Linked DNA regions of Sus scrofa: region 1 is linked to region 2. The links are chromatin contacts, called in public HiChIP or PLAC-seq maps. All regions are on one chromosome and are shown on one strand. Each heading gives the region's core, a stretch centred on a gene start, on an enhancer-like site or on the middle of the called end of the contact. The rest is flanking DNA. Distances are from core to core; before and after follow the strand shown.

Region 1 (4,148 bases), core at 1,195-3,694, 300 kb after region 2:
CAATGTCAGATCTTGTCTGCACATTGTTGGCTCAAGAGATTGAAGAACCTGCAAGACAAGTAAATATTTTTTTTTTCTTGTTAACACTGATTACCTCTCATACCTAAACATCAAGGGGTCACTCTGCCAACCCATGTGGTTCTTTTCACTAGGTCTAACTAACGATGCCTCCCATACTAGCATAAAAGCTGTGAGGAAAGAACACAGTGAATCATGGAGAAAGAACATTCCATCTTACAACCCAATGCAGTTATTACAATCAGTTATATGAATGGAACTGGAACTCTTGGAGAAGTCAGGCTAGAAAGAGAGATGGATGGATTTGGGAGTTTTTGAATGAACTTGAGTAGGGAAACAGGGAAGCAGGGAAGCAGGGAAGCAGTGGGTTTTCCAAGTGCCTGCTTTAGCTGGTTCTGTTTTACAGTTCACATTCTGACGGTGGCTGGCTGTCTTCTGAAATAGATCACACTGTCCTCAGGCACAGTGAGTCATTTCACATAGTTTTATTCCTCAGTTTTTCTCTGCAGTTTGTCCCTTATCAGCTTGCTCTCATCTCTAACCCTGTGGCCAATGTTTCTGTCTCAGCATTTCTCCTGTCTCCCTCCGCTAAGGTCAGAGAAAGGGACATAGACTGAAATCACCATCTCATCAACAAAGGTTTATGGAGTAACGTGTGTGATTTGCATCATTCTAGGTGTTTCAAACATATTATATGAGTGATTGAAAGTTAGATTAAAAAGCCTTCCCTTTATATAACAATTGTTAAAATCCAGAATAAGTTATCCAGAGAGGTCATGTATTCTAAACATGGAAGAAATAGAGTAGGTTCTCAGCCTGCTAATTGATAATGGAATGCAAGTTCTTATATGTTACTGAGATAATATAAATATATTTTCAATTATATATCTTGTTCACATGTGGGTCAATTGTTTTCCAATTCTTTCCACACTTGTGTAAAAATTCTTATCATTGAGCTCATGTCTCTTTTTATATCTGATTACTTTATATCTGCCACATCCTTCTTCTTAGCCTGTATGTTGGCCAGTGCAATAGGAAATTCTGTTCTTTCATTTAAAGCTTTTTTTCAGTCATTGTGAAATGAAGTATGTATTGCAGCCAGTTCTGAATCATGTTCTTTAAGTGAGAATGATAAAATAATTTTCTTTCTATGTATGGTGGATATTATGCAAATGACAAAAACTTTTCACTTGCATTATGAAAGAAAGAGGAAATAGTGTCCTATTTCAGCAGGAGGTATTTTTATTTTGTATAACTAAGGCATTTCCAACTTAGAGAATAGCAGTAGGTCAAGATTCACAGAGTAGGTCAGCAGAAGACTAATATAATGTATTTTCTATTTTTCTTCAGGTTTCTCTGACTAGAACAGACACTGATCTCTATAGGATATTTGGGTACAGATAAGGCAAATTTGAGGCAAATGTGCTTTGTAGAACCACAGTCTTGCCTCTCTCTGGCAGGAGCCCCAGCCCTGAGTGCAGAGTTCTTATCTGCTTCTGCTCTGGACTGTCCTCTCTAATAGCTCCTGCCCTAACCTCAGCCCTTGTTGTTTGTCTCAGTGGCTTTGGTAGAGGTAGCTGAAGCACCTGTCCTATGCTGTACATGAAGGATATATTTTGGGGGCAGTAATTTTCCTCTTTAGCATCTCTATTCTAACTATTCTCTTTGGGTGTAACCTTGCTCTAAGTACAGCGAAAGTTAAACCAGGTGAATTTAGCCCAGGAACTTTTCACTTCCACAATTTTGAGAAGGGAGAGTTTTTCAAATAACTTTTCCACTTATTGGTTTTCATTCTGGTGTATCAGATATAGCTAGCTAACTGATTAATCATCTAGTTACTCTTGGTGGGATAGTGGACAAGTAAAATCTCTAAGCTTCTTTCCTATCTAAATTGGACATATCCACACTTCAATTCTAGGTTTGTTCTGAGGATAAAATAAGATCATGCATAATGCCTAGAATATATATTTGACAAAAGAATTGATTCAGTGTAATTTGCCACCAGTATTGTGATGTGCTAAATCCAGTGTTAATTCTGAATTGCAGAGTTTTGAGAATGGCTCAAATAATTTATGTTAACTTACAATAATAGCAAGCACTTATTGAGTGAGGCTCTGTATTAAACACTAGCATTAGCCTGTATAATTTTAACTGCAGTGCCAGAAGGAAAGTTCAAGTATCTCTATTTTTATGAAGCTTGGGTAGAAGTAGCTTGCCTAGTGGTAGCCTCTTAAATTCTGTTTGACACCCAGATCTGTACTCCTAGCTATACTATACTACCTTCCCTTGATCATTTTTTAAATACTGGTGTCATATTTGAAAGCACAGTACACAAACTTGAGCAGCTGTTCTGCAGTAATTGTGAGCTTGACGCAGGCAGGAAAATGTTGCAATTGAAGTGGAGAAAGATTATGGACTTGAAACTATGATGGGGTATGCCATGGATTAGGTCAGCTGAGGACAGCTTTTCTTCCTTTCTAGAACATTGGCTGAGTACATGACTCTACAATCATATTTCCTGGGTTGTATCCCAGCTCTGCCACTTAGTAGCTTAGTGACCTAGGGCAAGCTCAGCTTTCTGAGCCTCAGTTTTCTCATCTATAAAATGGGGGATAATATCGCTCATCTCATAGAGTTGTCACAAGGATTAAATGAGTTAATCCATGTAGTTTTCTTAAAATAATGGTTGACATTTGGTGAGCACTGCTAGATATTATTAGTGTTTCTATGTCCTGAACTTTATATTTGCCTTCTGTCTCCATGTGTACTTAGTTGCCCTCTTGCTAAGAAATGCATAGATTTACTTAAAATGTTGTGATGCCTGGCCCTATGATCATAATCTGCTTTTGTAGTTTTTAGTATATTAAGGGAAAAGTTGATTGTTACTCATGTATTTTCCATCTCTAGAAACAATTATTGCTTATGAATTAATGGGATTAAAAATATTTTATGTGTTTAATTCTGACTTCAAATTTACGAAATTGAAACCTGCTTAAAATCAATAATAACAAAAGCCAAATGTATTGGGTCAGCCAATTGCTCTTATCTTTAGTCATCATTTCAGATGAGAAGCAAAATCAAGTTTAAAATATATGGCTATATATAATCTTTTCTGTTTTTATTACATGCATTGTGAGTGGGGTACATGGTTAGACATCTTAGCCTTTTTGCCCAGCTCAAGGAAGAGTTAATAAAGTCAAGTTATGTAAAGTGCATCGAACTCCTCAGGAGAGAAGTGTTATATTAATACCTGCCTCACAGTGATGTTCTCAGACTTAATGATTGAAACTTTGTAAATTGCCTTGGTACTCCCAGTAACATCCTGATGAAGCATCATTTCGTTTTATTGCAAGGAGCTCTAAGTTACGCAGAATGCAAGTTAAGGGGGAAATAATATCCTAGTCTTTATTTTACAATCAGAAGTACATAAAAAGAAACATTTTGTTCCAGTTGTGAGTGGTAGAGTTGATCATTTTTATATTATCTCTTTCTATTACTTTTGGGAGGGGGGTGGAACTTAAAATGCACAGTTTAATCGAACACTCATCGTTAAAGTATATAATGCACAAATAGCCATCATGATAGAGACCTTTAACCACACTAGTATTCAAATATTTAAAAATTAAATTCCAGATTTAAGAGAGTCAGACTCTTTTTTTATATGATTACTATTATGTTTGGCATTTTTGAGACATGTCTTTGATCAATACATGTAATACTTACAAACATCAGTAGGGAGAATAGTATTGTAAACACATATTCTTGCTGTAGGGTACATTTTAAATGTCTAAACACTAATCAATATAGAGAAATTAAGTATTGACTAAAATAGCTTTATAATAAGTAATTATTGGTTTGCTCTTTTAGAAATTAGACATTTTCACTTTGGGAATAAAGAGTAAATTTACTATCATGAAATTAAAGTGTTTTTGACCTTTTTGTACAACTTTCCTCTCTCTATGAAATGATTAGGTTTAAATATGATTGCACAGCTGTATTATGTTTCAAGCATCAATTTTTAATTATTATAAGGTCAGTGTAGAACAAATGTGATTAGTACAGTACCTCAGTGCCTTGTTACGCTCCGAAACCACCCAGTGTTTACCAAAACCAACCTGCACCCTCTCTCT
Region 2 (4,106 bases), core at 1,371-3,870:
TTTAAAAAATTAAATAAATCTTTATATATTCGCTCCTGTCCTGCTGTAAGGCTTTAATAACAAGGAGCTCATTCATGTATATAAACTGTTTTCAATTCTTCTCCTTTTCTCTGTGCAGTTGTAATAACTCAGACAATTGACATTTTTCTATGAAGGGGATATCTGACAAGATATCAGCATGGTCTCTTTCGAAAGGCATTTTTTCTTCCTTAAAAAAAAAAGAAAAAAGAAAAAAGAAAACTCAATTCCCCCTTCCCTTCTTTCTTTTCTTTCTCTTCTTGGTCTTTCTCTTCTCTTCCAAGAACAAGTCCATCCTATAGTCATTAGTTTGTACAGAGCAAGGTGTGCACCCACTGGAAGTATGGAGTATCCCAACCCTGTCATTATGAGGGAAGCTCCAGATGAAGGGTGGGGTGTGCCCATGAAGCTCAAGAGAACTGGTGTGGCTTTGGCAGGGCATCTGTGCAAGGGAAGGATGACAACAGTGGGTGACTGGTTACAACCCAGTAGAGTTGATCAAATAGGTAAATATTTTAGGAATAATGGAAATGCATTTCTTAATAAAAGAGAAGGGAGTTACAGGTACAGAAAGAGAGAAAGTTACACTTAACCCAGTGGCATTGCATTGGAGTTGCGAGTATTGGTGTGAACAAATGATTTTCATTCTACGGAGATCGAGAATTACATGTGTAAATGTTTGTGTGCACATGTGTACAGCTATGTCTTCTCTAGCTCTGTCCATTCAGAAAACTTAGGAGCAGCAGCACCCCAAGAACAGTGACCATACCCAGCAGCCCCAGATCTTGGCTTTTAACACCATTCTATCCTAAAGGATACCAAAACCAGGGCAGGGAAAGTACAAGATGAGATTGAAACATCTCGTTGGGCCAGAAAGCAAGAAAGTGCTCATAGAATGATGAGGATGTAACAGAAGTGACAGAAACCTTCTTGAAGGGGCTTCTACTAATCAGACTTAGGATATCATGTACATCAAAATAGATGTAGTGGAGTTCCTGCTATGGCACAATGGGAACTATGGTGTCTCTGCAGCAGCAGGGATGTGGGTTCGATTCCTGGCCCAGTGCAGTGGGTTAAGTATCCAGCATTGCCACAGCTGTGGCGTAGGTTGCAAATCCAGCTCAGATTTGATCCCTGGCCCTTTGGAACTCCATAAGCCACAGGACAGCCAAAAAACAAAAAAACAAAATAAATAGTGGTAATAGATAACCCATTATACAGTAAGAGTCTCTGAGTCTTATTATAGAAATAAATGAATAAGTCAAATATTTGATAAGTGAAAGGATGTTTACCTAGTTTCAAAGTAATGCCATACAAGGTACATATTCATTACAATGGTAAAAGACTGACTTTGCAGTGGAGAATTCATACAGCCACTACCTTAATCAAAATGACCAAAAATGAATATCCCTGGTAATGGGGCAAATTGAATTCTTGTGCCAACCACTAGAAAGATGTAAAAAGAATGAACTCGGCATCATTTCTGTGATTTCTGGCAAAATTTGTCATGTAAAGCATGAGAAAAGATCAAACTCAAATTTAAGGATATTCTACAAGACAAACTGGCTGGTAACCTTCAAAAATGCCAGAGTCATGAAAGCCAAGGACACTCAAAGGAAGTGTTTTGGATTAAAGCAGACTGTAGAGAATGCCAACTGGATTCTTCTACAGAGGAAATCATTGGAATGATTGACAGATCATGAATAGGATCTGAGGATGGTCATAACATGTGTTTATTTTCTGATTTGATGGTTGTATTGTGTTTATGTGGGAGAATATCTTAGTAGAAAATGCATATTACAATGTTTAAAGGGTATGGGGGATCAGGTTGGCAACTTTCAAATGGTTCAGGAAAAAAAAATAACTTTGTTGTCATACATGCAACTCTTCTGCAAGTTTGAGATTGTTTCAAAATAAAATGTTAAATTTGATAAAGTTGTAAATAACTTCAAATTTCCACAGGGCATGTATATTTTAGGCATTAATCGATAATGGAGAGTGTGTAGGGACCTTGAAGTTTGTCATAAGAGTTAGTGATTCCATCCTGATGTCTTTCTGTAGCTTGAAAATGTGTTTATTTGTAGCTACTAAGATCTAATTCACTCTCCAGATATTATGTAGCTTGCCATTTAAATAACCCCTCTTTAAAATTTTTGCTGTGAATCCCAAATATCAAAAGGAAGTAGAAAGGGTAACGAAGTCTTTTGGCCCTGAAGAAATCTGTTCTGGAAACTGTTACAACAAATTGCATGATAAAATAAGGCATAGAAGAGGCTTGGTGTTGACAGTAGTAATCCGTTACTTCATCTTTGCTCTTAACCGTAGCTGTAAAATTTGGTGTCTACTCAGGAAAAAAAAAAAGAGATAAATACATATTTTTCCATTATATACAAACCCGTTTTGTCATTAATGTTTTAAAATGTTGAACTGGACTACAGTAATGTTGGGAACACACTGTGCCTACTGTTTTCTAGTAGAGATCTTCTATTAAGGAGATTTATATCCTCAGTTTTCCCCAGGATTGAAATGTGATTGCCATCTCTGCAGTTGTTCATGGCACTTCCTGAACTGTCCAGCAGGTGGTAGTCTAGGAGAGGAACAGTTCTCATCCTTCTCCATCCCCCTACCTACCAGCAAAACAGAAGGAATGTGGACTCAGCAATGCGCCTTCTGTTCTCTGGCGTAAGAATGGGATTTCCAAGGTTGTTCTTTCAAAATGGGTACTTAGGTGCAGAAAGTATCTCCAGAAAGGAGCTAAAAATAATTTTTTGTATCTGTATGATTATGCAGTATTCTGAAGTTCAAAAAATCTTTTTTTCTTCCTTCTTTTTTTAAATGGTGTCTAGAAATTCCACTGGTTTTGTATCTCTTTGCCCTCATTTCGATGACATGGCTTTGGGGAGGCCTGCACATGGCTTACAGACACTTCTGGATGCTGGTCCTCTTTGTCATTTTCAACAGTCTGCAGGTAAGCCTTACTGTTTGGTTACAGCACATGTGTATCCTAATGAACACAAGGCATGGAGTTTCAACGTAAAGGAATCAAGCGTCTACATGTAGGTGAATTCTCACTTTCAAAAACAGTGTACAGCGTTGTGGAATAAAAGGATAAAGATTATGTTAAAAGTTGTTAATGCTTGAAATATGGCTGTGCTTCTACCTTACTGGTTATACAGATAGGGAAGACATAAAATATTTATTCTCCTTCATTTTGACAACACCTAAGTAACTACAAAAACATGTTTCTTTTTCAACAGAATTGATGTTTATAAACTTTGCAGATGGCAACCATCCAGGGCATATGCACATATTTGGACTGGGACTGTGTCTAGAAATTAGATCAGCTCCAGAGGAGAAAAATAACAATGATGGTCAAGCAATTCCTTAAGTCTGGTGCTTAGTGTTTTGGTTCACTGAAAAATGATTGACACCCTTCAAGTCTGGCAATGCCTAGTTTAAAATAGCTTTGTGAGCATGTTTGGGTAGCATAACTAGGAATTATATAACTGTAGCAAAAATTAAAGCTGACTTTTTTAGTCCTTTTGTTAAATGGAAAAAACTTGCACCCTGAAATTAGCACATGGAACAAATGAACTCACTTTTCTTATTTTCCAGAGTGAAAAGAGCTGTCCTAGACTAAAACAATTTCCTGACTTTGCCAAAGGTATCCCTAAACAGCCCTGGTTTGGACCACCATCTTGCAAGAAACCTCTGTATAAAAACATATGAGGGCTATAGCTCATAACTGAAATACGACTCAAAACACATTTAACTTTGCTTCTTAGGAGACAGAGTCATTAATGAGATTGTATCTAACAGCATAGTGCCTAATCAAGGCATAATATCAATTTTGGGAGGCAAAGAAAGAAGCTTAAAAGTTTGAAATCAAGTTGTTATAAGTTGATATAGAGACATCTCTCAATAATGAGTTATGTTTGGGTCCCTGCTCCTAGGGCAGTGTGCCAGTGCTGCCATGACTACAGGATGAAGATGACAGCCCTGCCCCTCTAGGAGCTGATGCTTCAAAGAGCAAGCAAACAAGTAGCTTGGGTACACTGTGGCAGTGTAAGGGTACACTGTGGCAGGCG

The links. HiChIP or PLAC-seq counts read pairs in DNA pulled down with a chosen protein or histone mark.
Region 1: an H3K27ac HiChIP or PLAC-seq map of alveolar macrophages shows a contact between it and region 2. The contact joins two enhancer-like sites. A contact is called at or near these places in 1 of 47 Hi-C or Micro-C datasets (epiblast stem cells) and 1 of 2 datasets of contacts at active chromatin or transcription factors (alveolar macrophages).

The regions. Positions count from the first base shown.
Region 1 is chr2:98,514,162-98,518,309 of Sscrofa11.1, forward strand. No RefSeq gene overlaps it. Among named protein-coding and RNA genes, the nearest start is that of ARRDC3, 72 kb to the left of the region's middle. Within about 2 kb of position 2,445, at least 2 of the 83 cell types and tissues checked have an H3K27ac peak or open chromatin away from gene starts, as enhancers often do. A contact at or near this core is called in alveolar macrophages, where this site is marked.
Region 2 is chr2:98,210,656-98,214,761 of Sscrofa11.1, forward strand. It overlaps ADGRV1 (G-protein coupled receptor 98), which reads left to right. Exons shown (of 91, transcript XM_021085372.1): 88 at 2,865-2,986. Among named protein-coding and RNA genes, the nearest start is that of ARRDC3, 230 kb to the right of the region's middle. Within about 2 kb of position 2,621, at least 8 of the 83 cell types and tissues checked have an H3K27ac peak or open chromatin away from gene starts, as enhancers often do. A contact at or near this core is called in alveolar macrophages, where this site is marked.